Linked DNA regions of Sus scrofa: region 2 is linked to region 1. A link is a contact called in public Hi-C data. All regions are on one chromosome and are shown on one strand. Each heading gives the region's core, a stretch centred on a gene start, on an enhancer-like site or on the middle of the called end of the contact. The rest is flanking DNA. Distances are from core to core; before and after follow the strand shown. Region 1 holds the start of ZNF260 (zinc finger protein 260). Region 2 holds the start of LOC102159768 (zinc finger protein 568-like).

What was found. A called contact is a pair of places that touch in the nucleus more often than the background predicts.
Region 2: a contact with region 1 is called in a Hi-C map of liver, with 5 times the contacts expected there. The contact joins the promoter of LOC102159768 here to the promoter of ZNF260 in region 1. A contact is called at or near these places in 3 of 47 Hi-C or Micro-C datasets (heart right ventricle, liver and skeletal muscle).

What each region holds. Positions count from the first base shown.
Region 1 is chr6:45,854,986-45,860,616 of Sscrofa11.1, forward strand. It overlaps ZNF260 (zinc finger protein 260), which reads left to right and starts at 3,089. Exons shown (of 5, transcript XR_002345315.1): 1 at 3,089-4,548.
Region 2 is chr6:46,077,188-46,082,818 of Sscrofa11.1, forward strand. LOC102159768 (zinc finger protein 568-like) reads right to left here and starts at 2,155. Exons shown (of 6, transcript XM_021097156.1): 1 at 1,623-2,155; 2 at 735-787. The coding sequence starts at 743.

The DNA of each region.
Region 1 (5,631 bases), core at 1,839-4,338:
CTGTGGGGCTCCTGGGCGCAAGAGCCTTTCTGTGTCCCCCATTCTTAGGAAATGGGCCGCGTTCATCCACCATGACCTTCCCCAAGTTCCTAGGGACAGGTTCAGACAGTTGCTGCTGATCAGGGAAGCAGCAACAGTCAAGGAACAATAGTAACAGCCTTGGGGTAGGATCCTGGTTCCCTCTCAAGGAATACACAATATAGGCACCTTATACATCTAAGAGAAAAGCTATATTCCTTCACTTCTTTTTGAAATGTATACTTCACAATTGAACAGCTTAGAGTCTTAACTGTACTCCAAACACAATCACCCGTAAATGATGGATTAGGCACCCTGAGCACAACTGCCTGTGAGTCACCAACTATAAGCCACGTGATGTTTCTTTTGAGGCCCTTCCTAAATTGCCCTAATCACTAACCAATATGCCCTTCTTGCAAGAATTTTTATTTCTAGGGACAATCCAGACACGATAACCCAGATCACCAGGGTCATGCTGAGATCTCATGACACCAACCTCGATGACTACAGATTCCACCCCTAAAGAAAGAATGTATATTTACCTCCAACCCTGATTCTTATCCAGAAACCTGTTTTTCTCCTTTTAGCTATAAAACTTCTTGCAATCCTTCCCAAGAGGGGGGCACAGTCTTTAAGGCATTAACCTGCTGTGGCCCTCCTTTGCCTGGCAAAGCAATAAAGCTATTTTTTTTTTCTCCTTTACCCAAAACTGTCTCTGCGTTTCAATTCGGCACTGGCAGACAGGCAAAATTCCGGTAACACTAGCAGGGCGGGACAAATTGGTCACAAAATGTCTCCCAAACCTTGAATTTATGAACAAAAGGGGGTAAATGTAAAACAAAGAATGTTGCCCACCATTCAGTTCTACAAGAATCAAGTCATTAGCCACTAAAGTCACTGATGTACAATACACCCTGAAAGGAATTCAGAATGAGTCACTCTGTGCTCTGTAAAAATGGACCTTTAGATAATTAGGACTATTTCAGGTGAATTTTTTAATGAACTTGGATTCTTGCATCTTCCCATACTTAGAAAAGCACTAAAATCATTAATTGAGATATCTGTTCCTTGTAACTAGCAGTAACCTTCTACCGAGATATATCCTTAATTGCACATACCCCTTCATCTCTTCAGAGCAGTTTCTCAGAGCTATCTTGGAGGTTGTCTTCTGGGCTACAGTCCCCAGTTAAGTCCCCAAATAAAACTGAAACTCACAGCTCTCACACTGTGCATTTTTATCTCAATCAACATCATGATGAAGACAATTACATGCTACAAGACTCATGCATCTATGAGTACATTTTTTTTTTTTTGGTTACTAAATAACATATACAATATATACCATTTAAAGTCCTCTATTTTCATTTAATATAATACTGTAAATTCTCTTCTTTTCCTCATAAATACATTTATAAGATGGTTGCTCCATATGCAACACAATATCCACAGGAAGGAAGAGAAAGGAAGTCAAAAGCATACATGCCCACTGAGCCTGTCCCACACCCCTCTTTAAAGAACTGTTTAAGAAACCCAATCTAACAGCTTTTGTTTACATCTATAAGATAAGATAAAACGTGGAGGGGTTTTTTTGTTTGTTTGTTTTTTCCTATTCGTTTCTCTTTAAGCTGGGCACAGTGCCCCTTCAAACAAAATCAGGATTTTTTTTTTTTTTTGGTCTTTTTAGGGCTGCACCCGCGGCATATAGAGGTTACCAGGCTAGGGGTCAAATCAGAGCTATAGCTGTCGGCCTACACCACAGCCACAGCAATACCAGATTGAAGCCGCCTCTGTGAACTACACCACAGCTCAAGGCAGCACTGAATCCTTAACTCACTGACTGAGGCCAGGGATAGAACCTGCGTCCTCATGGAACCACAACAGGAACTCCAAAATCAGGATGTTTGTAGCAATACAGACTGGATACTGCGTTAGTCACACATACAATAAAACAACACTAATGTTAAAAATATTCTCAAATAGGAGTTCCCGTCGTGGCACAGTGGTTAACGAATCCGACTAGGAACCATGAGGTTGCGGGTTCGGCCCCTGCCCTTGCTCAGTGGGTTAACGACCCGGCGTTGCCGTGAGCTGTGGTGTAGGTTGCAGACGCGGCTCGGATCCCGCGTTGCTGTGGCTCTGGCGTAGGCTGGTGGCTACAGCTCCGACTGGACCCCTAGCCTGGGAACCTCCATATGCCGCGGGAGCGGCCCAAGAAATAGCAACAACAACAACAACAACAAAAAGACAAAAGACAAAAAAATAATAATAATAATAAAATATTCTCAAATAACTCAATTATGTGAGAAGTTATAATAACATCACTTAAATGAAAACATAAAAAATATATATGTATCTATATATCTTCATATGTGTACACGTGTAAAAACAAAATAGCACACAAGATAAACTGTTTGCCATATTAATTTTAAAAATTAGGAAGTTCAAGGAAGACGTTTCCAAAGAGAAATACTAGGTTCCAGGTTAATGACGGGTCTTTGTTATGCGTTTGCCAAGAAAAAAAAAATCACTTCCTGAAAAAAACAAAGCGAAAATATCGTCACCTTTAAAAAGACTTTTAGATGTCACAACTAATATTTTCTCCTCCTCTGAGATTTCTCTTGGAAGAGGACTATGTTAGCTAGACAGCAGTAAGTAAAAAATGGGGTTAAACCAAAGTGTGCTTGGTTTTGCAGAAACCGTTAAATTGCATAAAGTTCCAAACACCACATGTTTCAAAAAATTAGTGGGAACAAACAACCAAAACACATGTTTGCTTACAGATTTTGGCAACCTAGAGTAACCTTTGCCTCTTTAATATGCCTGCCTTTTCGAGACTATGCATTGCCCCTCACCCCCACCCCGGGTTTAAAACTTCTCCCTCCAGCTCTGGAGAAACAGTGCTTTGAGAGCTATCTCCCTGTCTCCTTACTTGTCACAAGTAATACATGCTTCTGCTTTAATCGAAAGCACGTGGTGTGTTTATTGGCTCCGCACTACAAGGGACAGACCCAATGAGCCGCTAATAGACCGAGATGGGCAAGAACAACTTTTTTTTTTTTTTTTTAGGGCACACCCGCGGCATATGGAGGTTTCTAGGCTAGGGGTCCAATCGGAGCTACAGCTGCCAGCCTACGACCCACATCACAGCTCACCGCAACGCCGGATCCTTAACCCACTGAGCGAGGCCAGGGATCAACAGCAACCTCATGGTTCCTAGTCGGATTCGTTTCTGTTGCGCCACGAAGGGAACTCCCGAACCTTTCTTGGGGTCCAAATGATAAAGTCACCTTACTCCCTTGCCCTCCCGCCCCCAAAAGAGGAAGGCTAACAGAGAAGATCTAGGCTTCCACTTTAACCTCAATATCATATTCAAGGTCTTTACTGCTAAGGGGAAGAGCCATCCCGTTTCTCACATATGACTATACGTGACACACAGTGCCGACCCTCAAATTTACGCATCCAGTGCTGCACAGTCACATATCTACCGCTAGACACAAAGGTAACAACCTCAGTCATAAATTCTTCCCTCCGCACAGTGCCACACAGTTTCCGTTGGGACGCAGTCACAGAAGCACAATCACAAAACTCCCTATGCCTGCACACAAAGAGGAACACATGGTCATTTAGAAAAAATTCACACACCTACCACAGGGACACACAGTATCACACCACGGCGACTCGCTACGTAAAACTCCTCACATACATAAACACGGTATCACACACAGTCACAAAAAAAAGACACATCACTGAAGCACAGAGTCACACACAACTTCATAACCGACACTCCCCTCCCCAAACCCGCCCATTCCGCCTGAACAGACTTAAAACAAGTCTTGATCCCGGTTCCGCGAGACAGACGTTTCACCTCCAATCTCCCGCGCAGGGCATCAGCGGCCGGGCTCAACCACTCGAGACTAAGGCCCGGCTGCCGAAGAGCTCCGCTCAGAGCCGCCGCCGGAGACCGCGGCGCCCTCTGGGAAATGTAGTTGAGCGCCGCACTCGCGAGGGACAAGATGGCGCCGGGGGTGAACCCGGCCAAAGAGATCCGCCCACCACTCCATTCTTCACCCCTGCTCGCCCCCAACCTCAAACGCGCCCTGGAGCTTGGCGCTCCTGGCATACCCTGGCACTGTGGCTTCTAGTGGGAATCACCCCAGCGTGCTTAAAGTGAGCTTATTGTATATAACCCGAGGCATATCACTGCCCTCTCCCAGAAGTAGACCTAACACAGGTAGAATGTTATTTACCTAAGTCCTGAGGCTCAGCCTAGAGACACTTGTCCCCCGACAAGGGAGACAGTGCCAAAGCTATGGTGGAGTTGAGAAAGCGCGAAAGACGATTGGAATCACTGAAACTTCTGGGAAATGTAGTCCACAGTCACCAAAGTGGGCGACCGACCAACATCATCGGACTCCGCAGGGTAGTGAGCCGGGGCTTGTTGAAGCCCAGGAGACCTCTGGGAGTGCTACCCAGCCCAAGGAGTGCGCAGGCGCAAGCTTTCTGGCTCGCCATCGTCGTCTTTGTCTGCTGGTGAGTTTGTTTTTGGTTCTGCGGCGGTCAGATCTGGGTGCGGGATCTAGGTTTCTGGGCTTACAATCCAGTCAGCGGGAGTTTATAGGAGAGGTTTCGCGGAGCCTACGACTGGGCTGGGAAAATTGAACGGGAAGAATCGCCTTCTGTGACGTGCATTGTTCAAAGCTCATGTGGATGGGGGCAGGGGTACAGAAGGAAACTGGGGCGGGTTCGCGTGTGGGCGACCAAGGGTGTGACAGTTGTAGAGTTGCAACTTGTGTAGTTCCAAGTTAGTGGGTGGCATTGTGAGCTTAGTGGGGTAGTATCATCTAAACCTCACTTTCTAAAAATAATGGTAATAAGGATGCATCTTTCTGGAGCATCTGTTTCTATGAAAGGTGAGAAAGGGAGAAAGCTAAACAATTGTGCGGATAAGTAATTTTTAAAGCGATTTTTATATAAAAGACTCATTGTGGAGTAGAAAACAATATCATCATTTTAAAAAAATCTAAGGGGAAAGATTTCCGGAAAACTTATTAATGGATGTCTAAACTACACCTAGGTATTGACTTTTCTTAATTTTTTGGAGGCATTTTGGTGAGGCTGCATTGAGAATTCCTGGACTAAGGAATAGCTTTAGGCGAGGTAGTTTGTACTAGTGCAGACAGCACAGAATTGGGAAGCAAGTTGTCCAGTCTTTGGTGGAGAAATCAAGTAACCGACTTAAGACTCCCTAGTTTGTCAAGAATCATGGCAGTCACACTAATTGGACCAGGCTTTCCCCAAACCAAATAGCCTTTTGTAAATGTAGTGAAACGAATTTTTATTTTCCCTATCTACAATTTCTTTCGGTATAACACAAAATAGTTTTCAATAAAGTGAAAAAGTATCAGTATAAAAATTCATGTATAGACATAATAGCTTTGATAAATACTGAAAGTAATCAGTAAGAGTTATCAAGAAGACTACTTTATTTGCATAGCAACAAATCAGATAAAACACCTAGGGATAAAGAGCAAATGTGTAAAACTTATATGAAGATTATTTTTAAATGTTAATGAAGGAGCTAAAAGACAAGCGAATGGAAATATATGTCATATG
Region 2 (5,631 bases), core at 905-3,404, 220 kb after region 1:
ACAAGATGATAAACATCAAGAACTTCAAACTACAAGTTACTTCAAGTAAACACTCAATAAGTTAGTTGCTTTTATTAGTAATATCATCCTATTCTGAAAATAAAATTACATACCCACACACATGTGCAGAGAAAATACCCTTTTTTTTTAGAGCTGCACCCACGGCATATGGCGGTTCCCAGGCTAGGGGTTGAAATGGAGCTGCAACTGTCAGCCTACACCTTAGGCACAGCAACTCAGGATCGGAGCCACATCTGCGACCTACACCACAGCTCACAAGGCAATGCTGGATCCTTAACCCACTGAGCAAGGCCAGGGATCGAACCTGCGTCCTCATGGATACTAAGTCAGATTCAGTTCTGTGGAGCCACAACAGGAACTCCTCAAGAAAATAATTTTAAACATTAATAGTGATTATCTCTAGATGGTGGGACCATGGGTGATAAACTTTATTTCCCTGCCATATCACTCAGACACATTCTATCAAGATTGTTCTAGCAGTAAACAAAATCCAGGGAAATGGAACTTCCAATCAGATATGACAAGGTATGCAAAGCAGCCTAGATTTAGGTTCCTGGCTGGTGTAGGAAAACACTTCCAAAAATGTAGTTTCCTCCTCTCTTCCCCTTCCTCCAAATCACTGCTGTAAATCTTCTAGATAGACTCCTATAACAAGATACTGTCCTGAAAACCAGCAAGAACTTTCCAAAAAGAAAATGGCAAATACAACTTACCTCAGCCATGACTTCTGATGCACAGCGGCTCTTCTCTCCTCCTCTTCCGGATTCTTAGAGAAGGAAAAAGTGGGAAAAGGTTAAGAAACTATGAAACAACAGTTCCTTCCTGGAGCCCAGAGGAGGCCAAGTCTAAAAGCCTGCAACTCCACCACTCCCTTCCTCATGAAAAAGAAGAGCAGGGGGTCTTAGGGGTACAGGTGGGAGTCCTGGGCCAGACTCCCGGACTGCAGCCTCCTTCCTCCCTAAGGGCAGGACTTCGGGTTCTTTTAGGCCAGTATCTTACACCAAGCCCAGATCTGTGGCTCCAAGACACATTCTAATTGGTTCCACCTATCAGAGTCCCACATTCCTGTTTTGTAGGCCTCCCGGGGCCTGGATCCTAGGTGACCACAGGGGTCAAGGTGATCAAAGAACAGAGAAATAGAAATAGGAGGGGCTCCCTGCCCAAAGCTCTAGAAACCCCCGGACAAACACCATAAACAACCCCAGGAGAAAGCCATTCAGCACGATGGAGAGTGGGCGGCTGCAGCTGTGCAGCTCTTGGGATGGAGATTGCAATGAGATCAATCTGGGCTTGAGGTAGAAGCTCCAAACATTCGCTAGCGGACCCCACTCGGCGCCGACCAAAAACGTACAAAGAAGGCGCCATTCCCAGTTCTACCCCCAAAGGCAGAGTTGGCGAAGTGGCCACAATGGGGGCACGCGCGCACACCCACTCTCTCCAGCTAAGGTATCCACCGCGGGAGACACACACACACGAACACATACATAGTACTACTTAGATAAGGTACCCCACCCTCTCTGCACGCCGCTCAGACAAGCCCGACAGTCAACCACGCTTAACAAACTCCTGGCAGACCCCAGCCCTGTCCCGGGAATCCTCACCGTCCACTTCTCTGGGCTCCTCTCTCTCCAGTCTGGTTGAATCCTCCCCAAACCAGTGAGCGAGGTCGCCTGGAATGTCCCGATCCTTAGCGTCCGAACTCCCGCCAACTCACCACCAGCCAGCCACTTTCAGCCAAAAGCTGCTTACACCGCGGAGCCCTCGGGGAAATGTAGTCCAGAGGAGGAAAACTACTGGAGCCTGGGCGGCCCGCACAACAGTCTTCTCCGCCCAGAATCGCGTAGCGTTCCCAGCCTTTAGCGAAACGCAGTCCAGACCGCCCAGCTACGCTGGAACACCGTCGAAGACCTGGGCGAACCGACAGGGCGGGGTAGCATAGGTGGCCGCCGAAGAGTAAGAAAGGGCCGTGGACCGTGGAGATTTCTGGGAAATGTAACCGACAGTCGGGAAAAGTGGGTGCTCGCGTTCCGGCGGAAAATTCATTCCCAGATCCCACGCAGTCCTCGGTCAGGAACGCCGTAAAGCCGTAGCCCCAGGTCTCCGCTTTTCAGCAAGATTGGGGCGGAGTCTCAGAGACGCCCGGTAGGGGCTGGGCCGGCCCACCCTGAGGGCTTCTGGGAAATGTAGTCCCAGACTAGCGGGCTGGGGACGTGGCCGGGGAGAGTTTAGACGGAGGGGAGTCTGGGAAGGGCCTGAGGAGGTTCAAGGACAACGACCCTGAGTGCGGAATAGGATGCCAATACTAAACTATATACCGTGCAATACGGTTTTCAAACATTTATAAGTATGTTAATACAGGTAAAAAACACAGGTAAAAAGATCTCTAGAAAGTCACACTAATATTTTTTAACAGTACTTTCTAGTGAGTTTTTTCTTACTTTAAGAGCGTTCCCTTATATTTTGGCCATTGTCATGTCCTTATTATAAAACATTACTTACCAAATTTTATTAAATATAAAATGAATAAGTATTGTGGACACAAATAATCAGTAAACAAACTACAATAAGGAATAAAAGAGTTTTATTCCACCTGCGCAGGAGTACTAGAGTGGAGACGGGGGATGTGGATCTAGCCTCTCCCTAGCTGTGAGAAACTGCTCCAGAGAAGCATGGCTTTTAGCACAGTTTTATATCTTGTTAGAACAAAGAACATACATCAAATATGACATGGGAACATTCCTTCAAGATTTCAAAAGAGACAGATTAGCATGTACACAGCAAGTCAGTATAGCCTTGGTGTCTGGGAAGGGAAACTTTTTTTTTTTTGTCTTTTTTTGCTATTTCTTTGGGCCGCTCCCACGGCATATGGAGGTTCCCAGGCTAGGGGTCGAATCGGAGCTATAGCCACTGGCCGACGCCAGAGCCACAGCAACGTGGGATCAGAGCCGAGTCTGCAACCTACACCACAGCTCACGGCAACGCCAGATCGTTAACCCACTGAGCAAGGGCAGGGACCGAACCCGCAACCTCATTGTTCCTAGTCGGATTCGTTAACCACTGCGCCACTGGGAACTCCTGGGAAGGGAATCTTATCTTTGAAGAAGCACTGGCATGGGCTTATAGGAAGGAAGACATTTATCCCTATTTTCAAAGTGGACATTCTTTACTTGTGGATCGTGCATTTTTTTCTTTAATGGTTAAAGAAGGTGTATAATGTATAATAAACAGGATACAAGGCTGTTCTCACAATATAAAGTTCAGGCCAAATTATGTACAAGCCAGTATGACTTTCCCACACCTCAATATATGAAAACTGCTTACATCAGTATTGATTCTGAAATTGATGAACTATAGAAAACAAAAAAGTGGGCCAGATTTTTTGAAATTCAATTTGGTTCTAAAAGATAAATGGGAGTTCCCGTCATGGTGCAGCAGAAATGAATCTGACTAGGAAACACGAGGTTGCGGGTTCAATCCCTGGCCTCGCTCCCTTGCTGTGACCTTTGGTGTAGGTCGCAGATGCAGCTCAGATCTGGCGTTGCTGTGTCTCTGGCATAGGCTGGTGGCAACAGCTCCAATTAGACCCTTAGCCTGGGAACCTCCATATGCCGAGGGTGCGGCCCTAAAAAAGACAAAAGACAAAAAAAAAAAAAGAAAAAAAGATAAATGAAATACAATAAGCAATAACAAAACATTAACTCAAAACAAAAGCATTAGAAATGTGAAAAGTTAAACCATACACATTATGTTTAAAACAATTTTGAGGCTTTGTGCAACTTCATAACCATAGTAGAAGTAACTGTAATTTTCTAATAAAATTCAAATTACTGATTTCTACTAAGAAGTAGAAAACTTGGGAGTTCCCGTGTGGCTCAGCTGGTTAAGTATCCCATGTGGTCATAGCTGGGGTCCCCGCTATGGTGCATGTTCCATCCCTGGGTTAAGAATTTCCACATGCCTTGACTGTGTGAAAAAAAAAAAAAAAAAAAAAGGAGCAGAACACCTAAACAGAACAGTAACTGTAATGAAATTCAAATGTCTTAAAACATGTTCTATTAAAAAGGTACTAGATGCAGAGTTCCCGTTGTGGCTCAGTGTAACGAATCCAACTAGGAACCATGAGGTTTTGGGTTCGATCCCTGGCATTACTCAGTGGGGTTAAGGATCTGGCGTTGCTGTGAGCTGTGGTATAGGTTGCAGATGCTGCTCGGATCCTGCGTTGCTGTGGCTCTGGCATAGGCGGGCAGCTACAGTCCAGTTAGACCCCTAGCCTGGAAACCTCCATATGTAGGTGCAGCCCTAGGAAAGGCAAAAAAGACAAAAAAAAAAAAAAAAAAAAAAAAAGTTACTAGATGGTTATAACTGAGTTTTAGTGTTTTTTTTGTTTTTGTATATGTGTGTGTGGGGGGGTTGTTTTTTTTTTTTTTTTTTTTTTGCCACAGCCATGGCATTCAGAAGTTCCCAGGCCAGGAATCAAACCTGCAGTGACCCAAGCCGACGCATTGACAATGCTGGAGCCTTAACCCATTGAGCTACACAGGAACTCCTAGTTTTAGCTAATTTTTGAACTAAATGTTTAGTTGATTCAGATTCTAGGAAAAGAAGGAATTTTCTGTAATTAACTTTAGTATAAAAATTGATAATGACAGACCAAAAGAAAAGTACTAATCAGTTTCATTTGCATTAAAAGCTAAAAAGAGACATAAATTTTTTTAGGAGTTTACTTGAGTATACATCAGTTTGAATCAGACAGCATCAAGATGAAAGTAAATAAGAACACGCAACAAATGGGAGCTGGTGGAGAGATTTTCATAGAGAAGTCTCCAAAACAAAGCAAGGAAATTACTTGACTGGCTATAGCTTAAGCAGTCGCCTTATCGGGTAAAGCTCAGTTAGCTGTTTGTGATTGGTTGTTCATGATGTTTATTTTCTCTGATTTTAGTGAACTGACCTTGCTTGATTAGGTTTTGGTTTCCTTCTACAGGCTACCAAGGCATTAAATCCACCTCAATCTAATAGCCTGCTCCTTTAATTAACATGTGATAATAGATATGAAAGTTCCAAATCAAAGGTTGATTTCAATGTAGTATAAATGTGTACAAAGAATTATGCCAAAAGATTTCCTAATGTTAGAAGAACAACAAGGGAGTTCCCATCGTGCATAGTGGAAAGGAATCCAACTAGTATCCATGAGGATGTGGGTTTGATCCCTGGTCCCGCTCAGAGGGTTAAGGATTCAGTGTTGCTGTGAACTGTGGTATAGGCTGGTGGCTGCAGCGCAATTCAACACTTAGCCTGGGAACTTCCATATGCCACAGTTAGGCCCTAAAAAAGAAAAAGAGGAGTTCCCGTCATGGCTCAGTGGTTAACGAATCTGACTGGGAACCATGAGGTTGTGGGTTCGATCCCTTGCCTTGCTCAGTGAGTTAAGGATCCAGCATTGCTGTGAGCTGCGGTGCAGTTCTCAGACTTAGCTCGGATCTGGCGTTACTGTGGTTGCAGTGTAGGCCAGCGGCAACAGCACCAATTAGACCCCTAGCCTGGGAACCTCCATATGCTGCAAGTGGGGCCCTGAAAAAAGATGAAGGACAAAAAAAAAGAAAGAAAGAA